5 separate regions of the Mus musculus genome follow, and regions 1, 3, 4 and 5 are each linked to region 2. The links are chromatin contacts, called in public HiChIP or PLAC-seq and promoter capture Hi-C maps. All regions are on one chromosome and are shown on one strand. Each heading gives the region's core, a stretch centred on a gene start, on an enhancer-like site or on the middle of the called end of the contact. The rest is flanking DNA. Distances are from core to core; before and after follow the strand shown.

Region 1 (2,726 bases), core at 126-2,625, 460 kb before region 2:
CAAGAAGCAATGAAGAGAAGCAAACAAGTGGAGTAGGTCTGAGACTCTTGAGCTCCTCAGCTCAGCTGGGAATACCCTCCCCTGGGAGCTGCGAAGGTTTCCTTTCAGAGCTGTGTGGTTCCTGGGCACCAGTGTCTCAGGATGCCCTTCCACTGGGACACCTGCTCCCCTCTTCAGCTGTATGGTCCCTGGGCTTCTGAGGCCCAGGATAGCCTTCCATTAGAAAAGAAACACAAGTTCAGTATTCAGGTATTTTAAAATATCCAAGAGGGGCAGTGTGGTGAGAAGAGACCCGGAAAGAGGAAAAAGAAAGAGAGCACTGATTCTATCCAGTACCATACATAACTTGACTCTACAAAAGAAAAAAAAAGAAAAGAAAAGAAGGAATTACTTTTGGATTTGCTAAGCCAAACCAAACAGAAGCCCTCATACTGTTGGATTGGAATTATTTTTTTTTTCGAAAATAAAAAACAATCCTCATGCTTTTCTTACATAATCATCAGCAAACCACGGCATCCTTTTTATGTACACGGGACCCCATGTTCTACCTGACATTTTATCAATCTGCGTACATCTCTCCCTCCCCACCCCCAACTGGCTAACTTTGAAACCGTGCTAGAGAACACGCTTCAGTAAACACCTAATCAAACTCAGTAATACGGTTCACGCTTAACGACCCCTCCGAGCGGCCGTTCAGGGACCGCGTCCGGGACCCCCGGCGTTCCCAGGGGAGGCGCCGGTTGGAAATCGCCCGTGCCCAGCGCACTTCTGGGCATTCACACCAGACAAGCTATTCTCGCGGTTGCTGGCTTTAGTCAGTTGCAGCCCCAGGCTGGTTCTAAGACCCTTTAAAAGGAAAAGCCCCGGGTGGGTGAGCACACGCCGGCCCGGGTAGCCCAAGAGACTCCGTCCTGCGGGGAAAGAAGACAGCAGCTACGGACCCTGCGGACCGCCGGGCCCGGCCAGTCCTTGTTACGACCCCTCCCTACCCCCGGGGGTGGGACACACCGGGGTCGCTCCCGTCCCATCGGGGGGGGGGGGTCCTCGCCGGTTCCGCCCACGCGCGACCAAACCGGACAGGCAACCGCGGTCAACCGCCCCTTCCCCCACCGTGCCTCCCGCCCCCTCCCCCCACCACGACGCGGCCACCCTGGTCTCTCACCCAGGGACATATCGATTTTGTCCAGGTTCTCATTGCTTCGTGCTTTCGGTGGCGGCGGCGGGGTCGCCGTGGCTCCTACCAACCGGGTGCCAAACCGGTTCATGACTGGGGTTGCGGCGTCGGAGCAGTCAGCCGGGAAGGCCAGAGTCGCAGGCCCGCCGCCTCCCACTCACGCACGCAGACTAGCTGCAGCGCAGAGCGCGCACGCGCGCCGGCGGCGTCCTCGCCCTCCCACCTCCCAGCAGCGGGCGGGGGAGAGGGACTACCGAGACGAGCTGCGGGCGGCTAGAGCGGCCCACGCGAAACTGGCGCCTAGCGGCCCTTACCGGTGCGGGGCGCCGTCCTGGAGCCTCAGCCCAGGGCGCCGGGAATAGCGGCTGTCCTAGCGCCTCGACGGTCCACACCATTGGCAGCGCCTCCGAAACCGAGTCTGAACGACTAGCCTGGCCCTGCTGTTCCGGCCCGTCCTGCTGCGGAAAGGCCCGGCACGCCCCTCTGCAGTGCAGCCTACGGAGGCTGGACAGACCCCTGCGAGCCGAGATTGCAGCGATGGGTCCCAGCTCCCCTGTCCCTGAGTTGCCACGTCTGATAGCAAAGGCTGCAGTGACAGTTCTTGAGTCACCTTAACAATAAAAGTAAATGCTAATGTATCTGTGCCTTGTCTCAGTTGGCACTCTATAAACATTTGGCACGGTACTAGCTACCTTAGTAAGACCTCATCTTCCCTTGGGAGGGTAAGTACTTCTGTTTATTTGGTTGCGTTTTTCTATTACTCAATTGAGTGGCGAAATATATATATTTTCCTTAATCGTCTTTATAGAAAAACTTAATGTTTCCATTCCAGCTTAATAATTCGTTTCCCCTTTACGAAATGTTATTCCCCCCCCCCCTTTTTTTTTTACTTTATTTTCTACAACGCACCTGCGTGGAAGCATGCCTGTTATTCCATCCCCCACATAACAGCTCAAAACCATCTCAGGCATTTTCATCTAAGGAAAAAAAAACAGCGTCAAGTGTTCTGTTCGTGTAGAAATCTCTGCCACCGTTTTCTTCACTTCCTAAAATTTCTTTAGTAGAGACCTGAGCTAGCTTTGTAGTGACCCAAGAAATCTGAAAACCACACTATCCTATATTTAATTTAGTAATGTCACAATCCATGTGATTTGCAAATTCAACAGCCGTGACACATTTTACTATTTTTTGCTTGGAGCTTCCATACTTTAAAACACTTCATATCATGTACAATTGCATCTATTAATAACATATTTTCTAACTTTTACCAGCTGAGACCTGGTTATATTGTATCTACCCTTTTTAGTAAAGATTGTGACAGCTATTGATCCATCTTAAAACTACATACTAATGCTTCTTACGATATGGTTAAAAGAAAAGGCCACTCTTAATTCGTGATTCCATCCAAAAGCATGATGTTTTGGGGTGTTTGATGAATCATAGTAGTCTTATCTTGAGGAAATGTATAATTTTCTATTGAGAATTTGAGAAATACAATCCCTTATTCTCAAAAGTCAAGTTGGGCCAGGTGTGTTTTGCAGTGCCTTTAATT
Region 2 (2,705 bases), core at 105-2,604:
TTTGTTGTTGGGTTGTTTTTTTTTTAAGGATTTACTTATTTTATGTCTATGGGTATTTTGTTTGCATGTGTGACTAAGTACCACATGCAACCTCTGCCCACAGAGGCCAGAAGACAGCATCTGATCTTCATGTGGGTGCTGGGAACTCAACCGCAGGCCTCTGGAGGAGTAGTCAGTGCTGTTAACCACTGAGAAATATCTCCAGCCCTCCACCATGATTTTGAGACAGGGTATCTCACTGGGATTTGCAGATGAAGCCAGGATGGCTAGCCAGGGAGTCCTAGAGTCTTGTTTCTCTATTACTGGGACCAAATTCCCATCACCGGGATTACAGTGTACGACGACTTTTTACAGGGGTGCAGGAATTGAACTCAGGTCTTCATGCTTTCAGAGCAAGCAGTGACAGACTGAGCTATCTCTACAGCCCTTCACCAACCAGTTGCATACCCTGGGGACAAAAAAATCCTCTCTTGGGCGCAGTGAGATGGCTAGCTGGTAAAGGGCCTTGTACCCAAACCTGATACCTGGGTTCAATCTCCAGGATCCACATAGTTCAAGAACAGAACAGAACCAATTCCCCAAAGTTATCCCTTGATCCTAAGTAGCATGCATACACCCAAACACTCAGCCACACCCACAAGCACACGAACCTTTTTTTTTCTTTTGTAAGATGAAGTTAGTGATGTATATGTCCTATAGTCTGAACTGACCGCCCTCTTCTAGCAACCTAAGGTGGCGATCGACGCTATATGAAAAGGGCTTTGTAAAGACACAAGTCGGGTGCCAGAAGTAAGCATATCCTTCCTGGCACAGGTATGCACACAGTAACCATAGGAGTACAGCTTGTAAGCCGCTTGTTTCCAGCTTCTATTTTTCCTGTCCCGCGTGCGCACCCCCTAAAGCCTCCAAGAAGTCAACCACTTCCACAGCGCCAGTTTAGGCTCCCGGTAAGACCTGCTAGTCAGACTGCAGAATTCCGTGATGGAGAAATCACTACGTCGGAATGCATAAACCCGCCCAATCCCTTCCCCAGCCCGGCCCCTCTCCGTGTCTCCTTAGGGAAGCTCACGCATCCAAAAGCCCCGGCCCCATCCCCACATCGCCCTCCGTGCCCTGTCTGCTACGCGCCTTTGCTGGAAAATGGGCCTCAGAATGTAGGTGTTCTCAGGCTCCCCTGAGTTCTTGTCGACCTCACTCAAGCCCTCGGAGTGAGCCGATAAGGACAGGCCGCGGAAGGACACAGCCATATCCCTGCGTCTGGTCCAACAGATCTCTAGAAGGAAGTGTGGTCGGTTGCGGCTCCGAAGATCCCGGCACAGGTCGCTAGGGCAACGGGTCTCACACGTGACGTGTGGTGACCACCGCTGCGCCTGCGCACTGGCTGGAGGCCGTGAGCCCGCTGGGAAATGAGTACCAAACCGAGACCAGGACTTTTTAAGAGAAGTTAGGCAACCGACCACTTGCCACTGAGAGGCAGACCAAACCAGACCTAACTTCCTTTTTTTTTTCTTCCTATTTTTTTGAGACAGGATGCAAATAGCTCAGACTGGCCTCTAATTCCTGCCTCCATCTCCCCAGGTTTGGGATAACAGAGTTATCGGTGCCAAGTTCTATGGGTGCTGGAACTAGAACGCTACTGGGTCACAACTGCACACCGTCCCTTCTGGGTTTGGACAACTTGTGAGTTAAAAGTAGGAAACAAGTAGAATTTATATGTAATTTTGCTTTGTTTCCAGACAGGGTTTCTCTAAATCCTCTTGACTGTCTTGGAACTGACTCTGTAGACCATACTGGTTTCAAACGCCCAGAGAGCCACTTGCCTCTGGCTTCTAAATGCTGAGATTACAGGTGTTGGCCACCAAACAGACCCAGCACACATTTTTGTTTGCTTGTTTTTATTTTACATTTTTGTTATACAATATATTCTTAACATGCTTTCCATCTCTACCCCCTTGTGAGGTTCAAAGGAAACTCTAAACTACAAAAGATAGCCCAAATATCCAGATATAAGCTCAAAGTGGAGTAGAGTATTTCTAGCTGTGAGATAAAAGCCCGCATTGCTCAGGAAATTGTGAGACCAATTCCCTTACCTCTGGTAGAAGGGACATAAGCCTACTCAGGCTTATGTGAAGGTATCAAAACACATGCTGGCTTTCCTGAAAGATAGCCTTGACCACATCCAGTCTCCTGTCTATGTTCTAAGTCTACTTCTTTCCCTCTGTACTCTCGACTATTTCAGATGTCTCTGGCTCTTCTCTTTTTGTTTTTTGTTTTTTTAAAGATTTATTTATTTATTATATGAAAGTACACCGTAGCTGTCCAGAAGAGGGAGTCAGATCTTGTTACAGATGGTTGTGAGCCACCATGTGGTTGCTGGGATTTGAACTCCGGACCTTCGGGAGAGCAGTAGGGTGCTCTTACCCACTGAGCCATCTCACCAGCCTGTTTTTTGTTTTTTTGAGACAGGGTTTCTCTGTGTAGCCCTGGCTGTCCTGGAACTCACTCTATAGACCAGGCTGGCCTCGAACTCAGAAATCTGCCTGCCTCTGCCTCCCAAGTGTTGGGATTAAAAGCGTATGCCATCACCGCCCAGCCTGGGGGTTGGGGGGCGGGGAGGGGGCGGCAAGCCGGGCATGGTAGCACATGCTTTTAACTCCAGCACCATGTAGGCAGGGGCAGGCAGATTTTGAAGTCTGAGACCAGCC
Region 3 (2,746 bases), core at 129-2,628, 320 kb after region 2:
ACCAACTGCTCTTCTGAAGGTCCTGAGTTCAAATCCCAGCAACCACATGGTGGCTCACAACCATCCGTAATGAGATCTGACGCCCTCTTCTGGTGTGTCTGAAGACAGCTACAGTGTACTTACATATAATAAATAAATAAATCTTAAAAAAAAAAGAAAAATAGGAATAAAAGTGAGAGAAAGAGAAAATGAAATGTTCATCTAACTTCTATTCTTTTTTCTAGCTATATGTATGTCACATACATATATGCATAAATATAAATACATATATAGACTACAGTTTAGTTTTATCTCATACATACGGTTTCCTGTATTAAATGCAAATTTTATGGTTGCTAGGTAGATTTATCATATAGGATCACAGTCTGTATTCTCACCCTACTGACAGATGTGAGATTTTTACTCCTATGAGGTCAACCATAATAAAGTGCTGCCTTTCACATTGCTGGGCTTTGCCTTTGATCTGAGCCAATGCCCAGACACTATTCCCAGTTCACCTCACTAGAGTGTGATGTCAGTAAACTTTCCAGACACTATATGGTCTACAAACATAAGCAAAGGGCCACACTTGTGAATAGAGTCGATAATAACGTAAGGTCTTCACTAAAGAGTTTTCCTTTTAATTTATTATTATTATTGTTGTTGTTGTTTCAAGTCAGGATTTTCTGTGAAGCTCTCGCTGCCCTGGATTCACTCTGTAGACCAGGCTGGCCTCAAACTCAGAGATCTGACCGCCTCTACTTCCCGGGTGCTGAGATTAAAAGCATACACCACCACTACCTGGCCTTTTTTTTTTTTTGTTTTTGTCCATATTTCTTAATAGCATGTTTGTAGTGCTATATTACACTATCCTCCCACTTTCGAGACCCCATAACCTGCCTGCCGTTCAGCACCAGCACTAGGTCAGCTAACGCACTGGGAGGAATGACATTACATTTACCTAATGTATTTTTACCTGATATACTTTTCCTACTAGAGATTTGTTCCCCACAACACCGAAGGGAATACTGAGGTCCCGATTCATGTCCTCACCAATGCAAGGCGACCCTACTTACCCTTGAAGAAGTACAGGAAGTGCACATCTGAACAGCAGTGAGGGGGTGGTTTCCATCCTACTGCACTGCACAGAGGAGCTTAGGTCGACTTTGAGGCGAGGTGGAGCCTGACGCTGCAGGAAACGGCGATAGCCATAGCCTACAGGAATAACCATGGGGTGAACTCAGAGGCAGGGGGCTCAGCCCGCACGCATCCGGTTGTGGGCAGGAAGCGGGGCTGAGCGCGGGGAGTGCGGTCCTAAGGCAGCTCGCCCGGTCCAAGGGCCCACCTAGGCGCCCCGAGGATCGTTCCCAAGGCAACAGAAGGCTCTCAATTTGCGCTTGCGCAGCCTCTCGCCCCGCCCCGGCCGGGATGACGAGGGGCGGGGCCAGGGGGCTGGCCTCTCCGGAACCTGGAGTTGTAGGGAGATCCTAGGGTGGAAGTGTTAGCCGAGTTCTGTTCGGGTCATCGGGAAAGGTGAGCGCGCGCTCAGCGTGCTCAGATTCCTTCGGTGACCGCAGCTTGCCCCGAGCGCCCCTTTCGGGCGTCGGGCTCCGGCGTCCTGGCTGCCGGCGCTGTGGCCTGGCTGCTCCTTTGGGCAGCCTGGCTGGTCGGCAGGCTCGCCGCGGACTTCAGCGACGCCCCTTTCAGCGCTGGTAAAGGTCAGGGGGCTGAGCGAGTGTGTGCGGAGCTGGGGCGGAGGTGGGGAGCACCCGCGGCGCCTGGGGTACCCGAGGCCGGAGGAAGTTAGCAACAAAGGCCCTGTGCGCCCTTCCCTCCTTGTGATCTTTGCTGGGGGTCCCATCCCGGGCTTCAGAGCCGGGCTTTGTCTTTCCAAGGCGGGACTGGCCACGCTGTGACCCAAGTACGAAACAAGTACAGCAAGCCACGAAGTATCTTGGGGTGCTTATGGTTCCCCTGAAGATGCCTTGTGCTGCCTGAGAGGCAGTGAACCCTCGGCATCCAGCGAAGTGTGAGAATGCCCAAACAGCATGTATGGGAGAAGGGGTGAGGTGATGTGTTGTGTGACATACTTCCCAGGGACACACGCACGCACGCACACACGCACAACCTGCTCACTCCAGAAAGGTAACCTTTGTACCAGTGTCCAGTTTGGTAAACCAATGATTTTTTTTTTTTAATTGGGGCTACTATTAGAAATATGGGTGAGGGGCTACTTACTAGAAGCAAGGATAACTCAAAAGAAGCTGCATCAGTAGAAAGATAAAATGGGTGAGTCCTGAAAACTGCAACCCTGGAGCTCACTAAGCGACTTCCAGACAGCTCTTCAGTCCTAACACTAGTTTCCCCCCTCCCATCTCTTTTTCTCTGCAGTTTGCCCCCAGCAACTGTTGACTCGCTTTTATATTGTAGGACCCTCAAGCGTCTCCCAACTGCTTATTCTCCTGGCTTCATGTTGCTGAGTAACAGGTTTATCAGTGATTCACACTCTTATTTTAATGTTCTTCCCACACATTTCTTGCCAGTGTTTTAGAGCAGGGTACCTGGCTACTGAACCTTTAGGGTTTGTTTGTTTCTTAATATTTGATACTTGAGAAATGGTCTTTCTTGGAACTTGGTATGTAGACCAAACTGAGTGCTGGAACCAAAGGTGGTGCCATCTCACCAGTCTTGAACTTTTAGTCACTGAGTAATAATAGTTTTAGTGAATCATTTTATGAAGATTTCTGCTTATTCCAAGTGTGTAAGT
Region 4 (2,700 bases), core at 60-2,559, 340 kb after region 2:
TGGCGGTCCTGAAACTCACTTTGTAGACCAGGCTGGCCTCGAACTCAGAAATTCGCCTGCCTCTGCCTCCCAAGTGCTAGGATTAAAGGAGTATGCCACCTCGCCCAACTACTACAGTACTTTCTAATATACCCATCTTACACCAAGGTGCAGCTACATAAGTCTTGTGGTTTTGGTTGTGAGCCTAGCCTTCATCTCTCACTGACCGTGGCAATCCTCTTCCTACTTGTAATCCTTTCCCCTCAGTTCTTCCGAGTTCCTTTTTCTGTTTTAACTGCCACCTTCTCTGTCCACTCTGTCCACGGTAATCCCTCAGCTTTTTCCCCACCTTGTAACAGGTATCAGTGTTTTGGTTTTTATGTTTTCATACGTTTTTTTGGTTGTTTTTTTTCTGAGACAGGGTTTCTCTGTATAGCCCTGGCTTTCCTGGAACTCACTCTGTAGACCAGTCTGGCCTCGAACTCAGAAATCTGCCTGCCTCTGCCTCCCGAGTTCTGGGATTAAAGGCGTGCGCCACCACCGTTTTCATGTTTTTAACCTTTACAAAGACTAGGTGAAGCATGTTCATTTCTGGTACCTAAATGGTCTTTTGTAGATATTAGATATTGACATAGTTGTGGAATAAGAATACATGAATTAACTCCTCCATTGATAAAATACAGAAAAATAAAAAAATCTTTGTTTTGCAAAGAGGGAGGACCTAATTTAGCAGCATAATCTGATTCAACTTAATCTGGTTAAATTTGTAGGAAAAAAAAAAGCGGTGGCGTCGCATTCCTTTAATCGAGGCCAGCCTGGTCTTCAAAGTGAGTTCCAGGACAGCCAGGGCTATACAGAGAAACCCTGCCTCCAAAAAACCAAACCAAACCAAACCAAACCAAAAAACAAAGTGAGCTGGGCAGTACCTCTTCAGGAGGCAGAAGCAGGAGGATCTCTAGTTCAAAGTCAGCCTGGACTACAGAGTGAGTTCCAGGACAGCCAGGACTCGAAAAGCCATCCCTCCCCACAAAACACCAATTGGTGAATGGATACATTCTCAGAAACAAAGACCCTCTACACACAAATATGTTTGGATCAGCTGTTCTCCGTCAGCTTTGTCAGTAGGTAAACCGTAACTGCAGACAATGCAGAATGCTGATAAATGAGGGACAGGTTTTCTCTGTAACGCCCACTGTCCTGAGTCTCCCTAACAGATGACTAGACTACGGTTCCCAGCCGCCCTGTGAAAGCCCGCCCCTCGGGTCATGACGCCACTTTCAGGGCGGGGCTGTCTTACGGCCCCGCCCCGCGCCCCCGCCGCCGCCCTCCCCCAGGGTTGTGGCCACGCGCAGCGGCAGCGGTTGTTCCGCTTCCCCTCCGGCCCGGGCCGTCGCCATTGCCGAAGGCTCCTGCCCTCCCCTCCCTGGCCCAAGGGGTTCTGCGCCTCACGGCCTCGGTAGCGACGGCCGCGCCCCGCGCCGCTCCCCTCCGCCCTGCCCTCCTCCCTCTCAGCGCCCCAGCGCAGTGCTCGCCCGCGTCGGCCAAGCAGCCCGCCCTGGGTCGGGCGGAGACCTTTCCTCTCTGGTAAGTGCGGTTGCCGCTCGCCCGGGCCGGGCCGGGCCGGGCCGAGCCGCCGCCCTCCTCCCGCCTCCGCGGCCTGGGCCCAGCGGCCCGGGACGCCAGCACCTGCGGGCGGGCCCGCGGCTCCGGGCGGTGGCTCATTGTCTGCGCCCTGGCTCTAAGCTTCGGCCGAGAGGAAGCTTGCTGGGCTGTGGGGACCCTGGCCACTCCGGCCGTCCTTGCCCTTCTCTCCCGCCGGCGCTGCACCGGACGACTCGGGTTTGTTCCTGGATGTTCCCTCCTTTACCAGCTGCGTTCTCTGCAGTCTCGTCGCTCGGGAATCCTGTCGCGAGCTCCTTAAGTTCAGTGTGTAAACTCTTCCTCCTCCTCCACATTAGGAAAAAGTTTTTGCCGGGCTCTGGGAGCCTGCGTTTAAGAACAGAAGTTAAGGATCTTACGGTTTTTGCTTGATCTTTAGCCAGGAGGTGAATATTTGCTTCTTAAGGTTAACTTGGGCTGAGGTTGGCTTTTCACCATGTTTGGCTGTCTGAAACACGCGCGCCCTCACAAGAAAAAAAAAAAGTTGCTGCAAATAACTTAATGGACTCAGCCTTTTGATTAGTTCTAGATCAAGTCGTCCAAGACAGAAGTGTGTTAAATAATTGCCATTGTGGCTTGATGGGAAGGAGGCTCTCTCCATCCCCTGTCTTAATAGAACTAGGTAGAGTGGAAGTGAGATTTGTTTCCTCTTTGACAAATCACCAACTCCCATCGATAGCCGCCAGGTTCTTCTTTACAAGTGACCTGTAGATTTTCCAGCTTTTCGTTTCTAACCTTTTAAAAAAAGACAACCAAACCGGTTAGGCCCAAAATTAGACAACGACGAGCTGAGCTGTGTTTTGGGTGAAGGTTGTGCACGTCACGTTTTTCCCCTGCTGTATTCGACTCTTCCGCTCTTATAAAGTAGGCAGGATATTGAAATAAATACACAAGAATTTGCTCTGGGGATTTTTTTTTTTTTTTTTTTGGTAGAGCTATCCAAAAGAATAGTATGAATAAAATTAGGTTGGGATGAAGGCAGTGAGTAGTAATTTTTAAAACAGGTTAGGGCACGTCAACTTTGCCAGAAGCTCTGTGGCATTTGTAGAACATTCTTGCTTG
Region 5 (2,700 bases), core at 175-2,674, 300 kb after region 2:
TATGTCAAGTTGACAAATAACCAACCAGGACAGGACCTCACACTTTAGTGCAGGCTAGTCTGGAATTATTATAGCCTTGACAGGCAGCAATCTTCCTGCCTCAGCTTGCTGGATGCTGGGATTACAGCTATAGCTTGCATACCTGGCTAGTCTTACTGTCTATACTTACTATTTTTATCTTCTGTACATACTGTGAGCTTCCCAGTGTGTGGGAACACCTAGATGATCTTGCTTCTCAAACTTCTTAAGAGGTTTATCTAGCTCAACAAGAAACTGCATCCTGCTGACAAGTTCAGTACACTTGAGACCCATCCGATGGGTCTGAGCCCTACCCTTCTGTGAGAGTTCCAGGATCCACCTATGACAGAATCACCAGCATGGAATGTAGAGAGACTGTCTTACAGGCGACACCTGTCAATAAAAAAAGCTGATAGCCAATGAGCTGAGACAGGAACCAGGAGGTGGGACACTGGAAGGAAGAGAGAGAATTCTGGGAAATAGAGAATAAAGAGTCTCATGGAGAGACACTGTAGGGAGACACTGAGGAAGAAGTAGGTTGGGACTGAAGGAGCGATAGCTAACCATGTGGAAGACATAGAATAGTTTGAATGGGTTCAATAACTTATGAGCTACTCTGTGAGCTTAAGGCAAAGTCATCTAATTATAAATAATTAGTCTCAGAGTCGTCATTTCAGGACTAAGGGGCTAAGAGTAGAAAAATGGATTTTTTTAAATGGACCCCCCAACCCCCCTCCCCCGTCTTAAGTGCCTCCCAGATGGGCTGGAATTCCCCTTCCTGAGTTCCCAAATCAAAGGACATCAAGCAGAGAGGACAGGGCTAAAGAAAGATTAGATGTTACTGAGCATAACAAAGGGAACAGCCCACGGGTTTCTTGATATCGGTCAAGTGGTGTTTTAGAGAAATCGCTTCGTCAGCCCACCCGCACATCCTCAAACCTGAGGGTTACATGAGACACGGGGTCTTCTGTGATTTCAGCGGCATGAGCCTGAGGCGCATCAACCTTTAGGAGCATGCATTCGTTATTTCAGCTTATTTTATGTGTGAACACACGGAAATACCCTTGATTCCTTGCCCTTCTGTGTTTGCCAAGGAGGAAATGGCCACTCACTCACTCAGGAAACATCTACAGTTCCCATCTCCAGCTCTGTGCCAAGTGCTGCTTAGCTCTGGGGATACACACAGCTTGGGGCTGGGGCTTCCTTTGTTTGGTTTTCTTATTGGTTGTCACTTATAAATCCTCTCTCCTTGTCTGCATCTCTGGTCCCTGCACTGTTTGACTCCTCAGCATCCTTGAGAGCCAAGAACTGACTTGTGCTGGCTGAGGTACTCTGTCGTATGTGGGCAATAGCAGGGAAGGTGTGTGTAGTAATGTCGTCCCTCTTCTGTCCCTTGAGATTTCTTAATCAGTGAGGTCCCCAGAGAGGCGTCAGTTTCTGTTCCTGTGTGATCTGTGCATTTGCTTCGTAATGTAACACAGTTGCCTCTTTTTATTTTCGGTTCCAAAGCTGGGTGACACAGAACACCAAACTGTCACAGATTTAGTCATCACACAGGTATCTGAGTCCAAGTTCTCTGAATCATAAAGAAGTTAAACAATAGCAGTTTATCCTGATACCAGACCATGGCCTCTTCACCCTTAGACCTAGTCTTCACTCGCCTGTGCTTTCCGCTGTGTCCATTTACATTATATAAGTAAGTTTTTAAATGTGAGGGGGAAATCTTCTTTACAGAATTTTGGTAATGTAGACAATGCCCTTGAGGTGAAGTTTGACCCCTTCCCGCTCCCCTCCTCCACCCAGCTTCCTCAGTTTCCTAAGTACAGGGCTGGAGTTAATGACTCGTTTCAAAAGAACAGAATATTAGTCTGGGCGTGGTGGCGCACACCTTTAATCCCAGCACTCGGGAGGCAGAGGCAGGCAGATTTCTGAGTTTGAGGCCAGTCTGGTCTACAAAGTGAGTTCCAGGACAGCCAGGGCTACACAGAGAAACCCTGTCTCGAAAAACAAAAACAAAAACAAAAACAAACAAACAAAAAAGAACAGAATGTTAAAAGAGAAAGGCAGGCAGGAGAGGGACAGCTCTGTAGCTGAGTGCATCCTGCTCATCCAGGGAGCCCTGAATCAGATTCCTAGCACCCACACACAGGCACCTCACAACAGCCTGTAATTCCAGCTCCAAGGGGATCTCCTGCCTTCTTCTGGCCTATACATGCATGAACACACACATGCACACACTCAAATAAATAATGAAAATAAATCTCTTGGGAGTGTTTTGTTTTCTTAAGTCAAGGTTTCTCTGTGTAGCCTTGGATGTCATGGAAGTCACTCTGTAGATCAGGCTGGCCTTGAGGGTGTTCTGGGATCTGCCTTTGCCTCCTGAGCTCTGGGATCAAAGATGTATGTGACCACAGTCCAGCACTGCTGATTTCTAACAGAGACTAGTCATAAGAAAAACATAAAATAACTCCAAACTGAGGTGTTCTATAAACTATCAGATCAATAGTTCTTACATTTATCATGGTCATAAAGAACAAGGAAAGACAGAAACTAAACTAAATGCAATATAGTATTCTGGATTAGATTCTGAACAAGTCCCTAGTGAAACTCTGGTAAAATCTAGTTTATGCTGGGGTTAACCAATGCAGTTAACAGTACATGGATGCTGTTTTTCAGATTTGA

Evidence for each region. Promoter capture Hi-C pulls out the DNA fragments that hold promoters and counts their contacts. HiChIP or PLAC-seq counts read pairs in DNA pulled down with a chosen protein or histone mark. Capture Hi-C pulls out chosen DNA fragments and counts their contacts.
Region 1: a contact with region 2 is called in an HNF4G HiChIP or PLAC-seq map of pancreatic cancer cells. The contact joins the promoter of Fyttd1 here to the promoter of Tctex1d2 in region 2. A contact is called at or near these places in 6 of 39 promoter capture datasets (the 3T3-L1 cell line, cranial neural crest, hippocampal neurons and 2 more), 1 of 115 datasets of contacts at active chromatin or transcription factors (pancreatic cancer cells) and 1 of 9 other capture datasets (liver).
Region 3: a promoter capture Hi-C map of adipose tissue shows a contact between it and region 2, with 2.9 times the contacts expected there. The contact joins the promoter of Cep19 here to the promoter of Tctex1d2 in region 2. A contact is called at or near these places in 17 of 39 promoter capture datasets (the 3T3-L1 cell line, 3T3-L1-derived adipocytes, the C10 cell line and 11 more), 1 of 15 datasets of contacts at CTCF or cohesin (the NIH/3T3 cell line), 1 of 484 Hi-C or Micro-C datasets (forebrain), 11 of 115 datasets of contacts at active chromatin or transcription factors (the HPC-7 cell line, the NIH/3T3 cell line, the SCID.adh cell line and 8 more) and 3 of 9 other capture datasets (adipose tissue, liver and pancreatic islet).
Region 4: a promoter capture Hi-C map of neutrophils shows a contact between it and region 2, with 4 times the contacts expected there. The contact joins the promoter of Pak2 here to the promoter of Tctex1d2 in region 2. A contact is called at or near these places in 11 of 39 promoter capture datasets (the C10 cell line, cranial neural crest, embryonic stem cells and 7 more), 1 of 484 Hi-C or Micro-C datasets (embryonic stem cells), 4 of 115 datasets of contacts at active chromatin or transcription factors (embryonic stem cells, extraembryonic endoderm stem cells, large pre-B cells and 1 more) and 1 of 9 other capture datasets (adipose tissue).
Region 5: a contact with region 2 is called in an H3K27ac HiChIP or PLAC-seq map of embryonic stem cells, with 5 read pairs. The contact joins the enhancer-like site here to the promoter of Tctex1d2 in region 2. A contact is called at or near these places in 11 of 39 promoter capture datasets (the 3T3-L1 cell line, 3T3-L1-derived adipocytes, the C10 cell line and 7 more), 1 of 484 Hi-C or Micro-C datasets (cortical neurons) and 5 of 115 datasets of contacts at active chromatin or transcription factors (the HPC-7 cell line, the NIH/3T3 cell line, embryonic midbrain and 2 more).

The regions. Positions count from the first base shown.
Region 1 is chr16:32,876,433-32,879,158 of GRCm38.p6, reverse strand. Fyttd1 (forty-two-three domain containing 1) reads right to left here and starts at 1,375. Exons shown (of 9, transcript NM_027226.4): 1 at 1,163-1,375. The coding sequence starts at 1,265. It also overlaps a transcript of Rubcn not described here.
Region 2 is chr16:32,418,351-32,421,055 of GRCm38.p6, reverse strand. Tctex1d2 (Tctex1 domain containing 2) reads right to left here and starts at 1,354. Exons shown (of 5, transcript NM_025329.4): 1 at 1,129-1,354. The coding sequence starts at 1,247.
Region 3 is chr16:32,098,421-32,101,166 of GRCm38.p6, reverse strand. It overlaps Cep19 (centrosomal protein 19), which reads right to left and starts at 1,378. Exons shown (of 4, transcript NM_025892.3): 1 at 1,056-1,378. It overlaps Pigx (phosphatidylinositol glycan anchor biosynthesis, class X), which reads left to right and starts at 1,440. Exons shown (of 6, transcript NM_024464.3): 1 at 1,440-1,697. The coding sequence starts at 1,598.
Region 4 is chr16:32,077,951-32,080,650 of GRCm38.p6, reverse strand. It overlaps Pak2 (p21 (RAC1) activated kinase 2), which reads left to right and starts at 1,309. Exons shown (of 15, transcript NM_177326.3): 1 at 1,309-1,563.
Region 5 is chr16:32,123,320-32,126,019 of GRCm38.p6, reverse strand. No RefSeq gene overlaps it. Among named protein-coding and RNA genes, the nearest start is that of Cep19, 25 kb to the right of the region's middle. Within about 2 kb of position 1,424, at least 92 of the 459 cell types and tissues checked have an H3K27ac peak or open chromatin away from gene starts, as enhancers often do. A contact at or near this core is called in embryonic stem cells and pre-B cells, where this site is marked.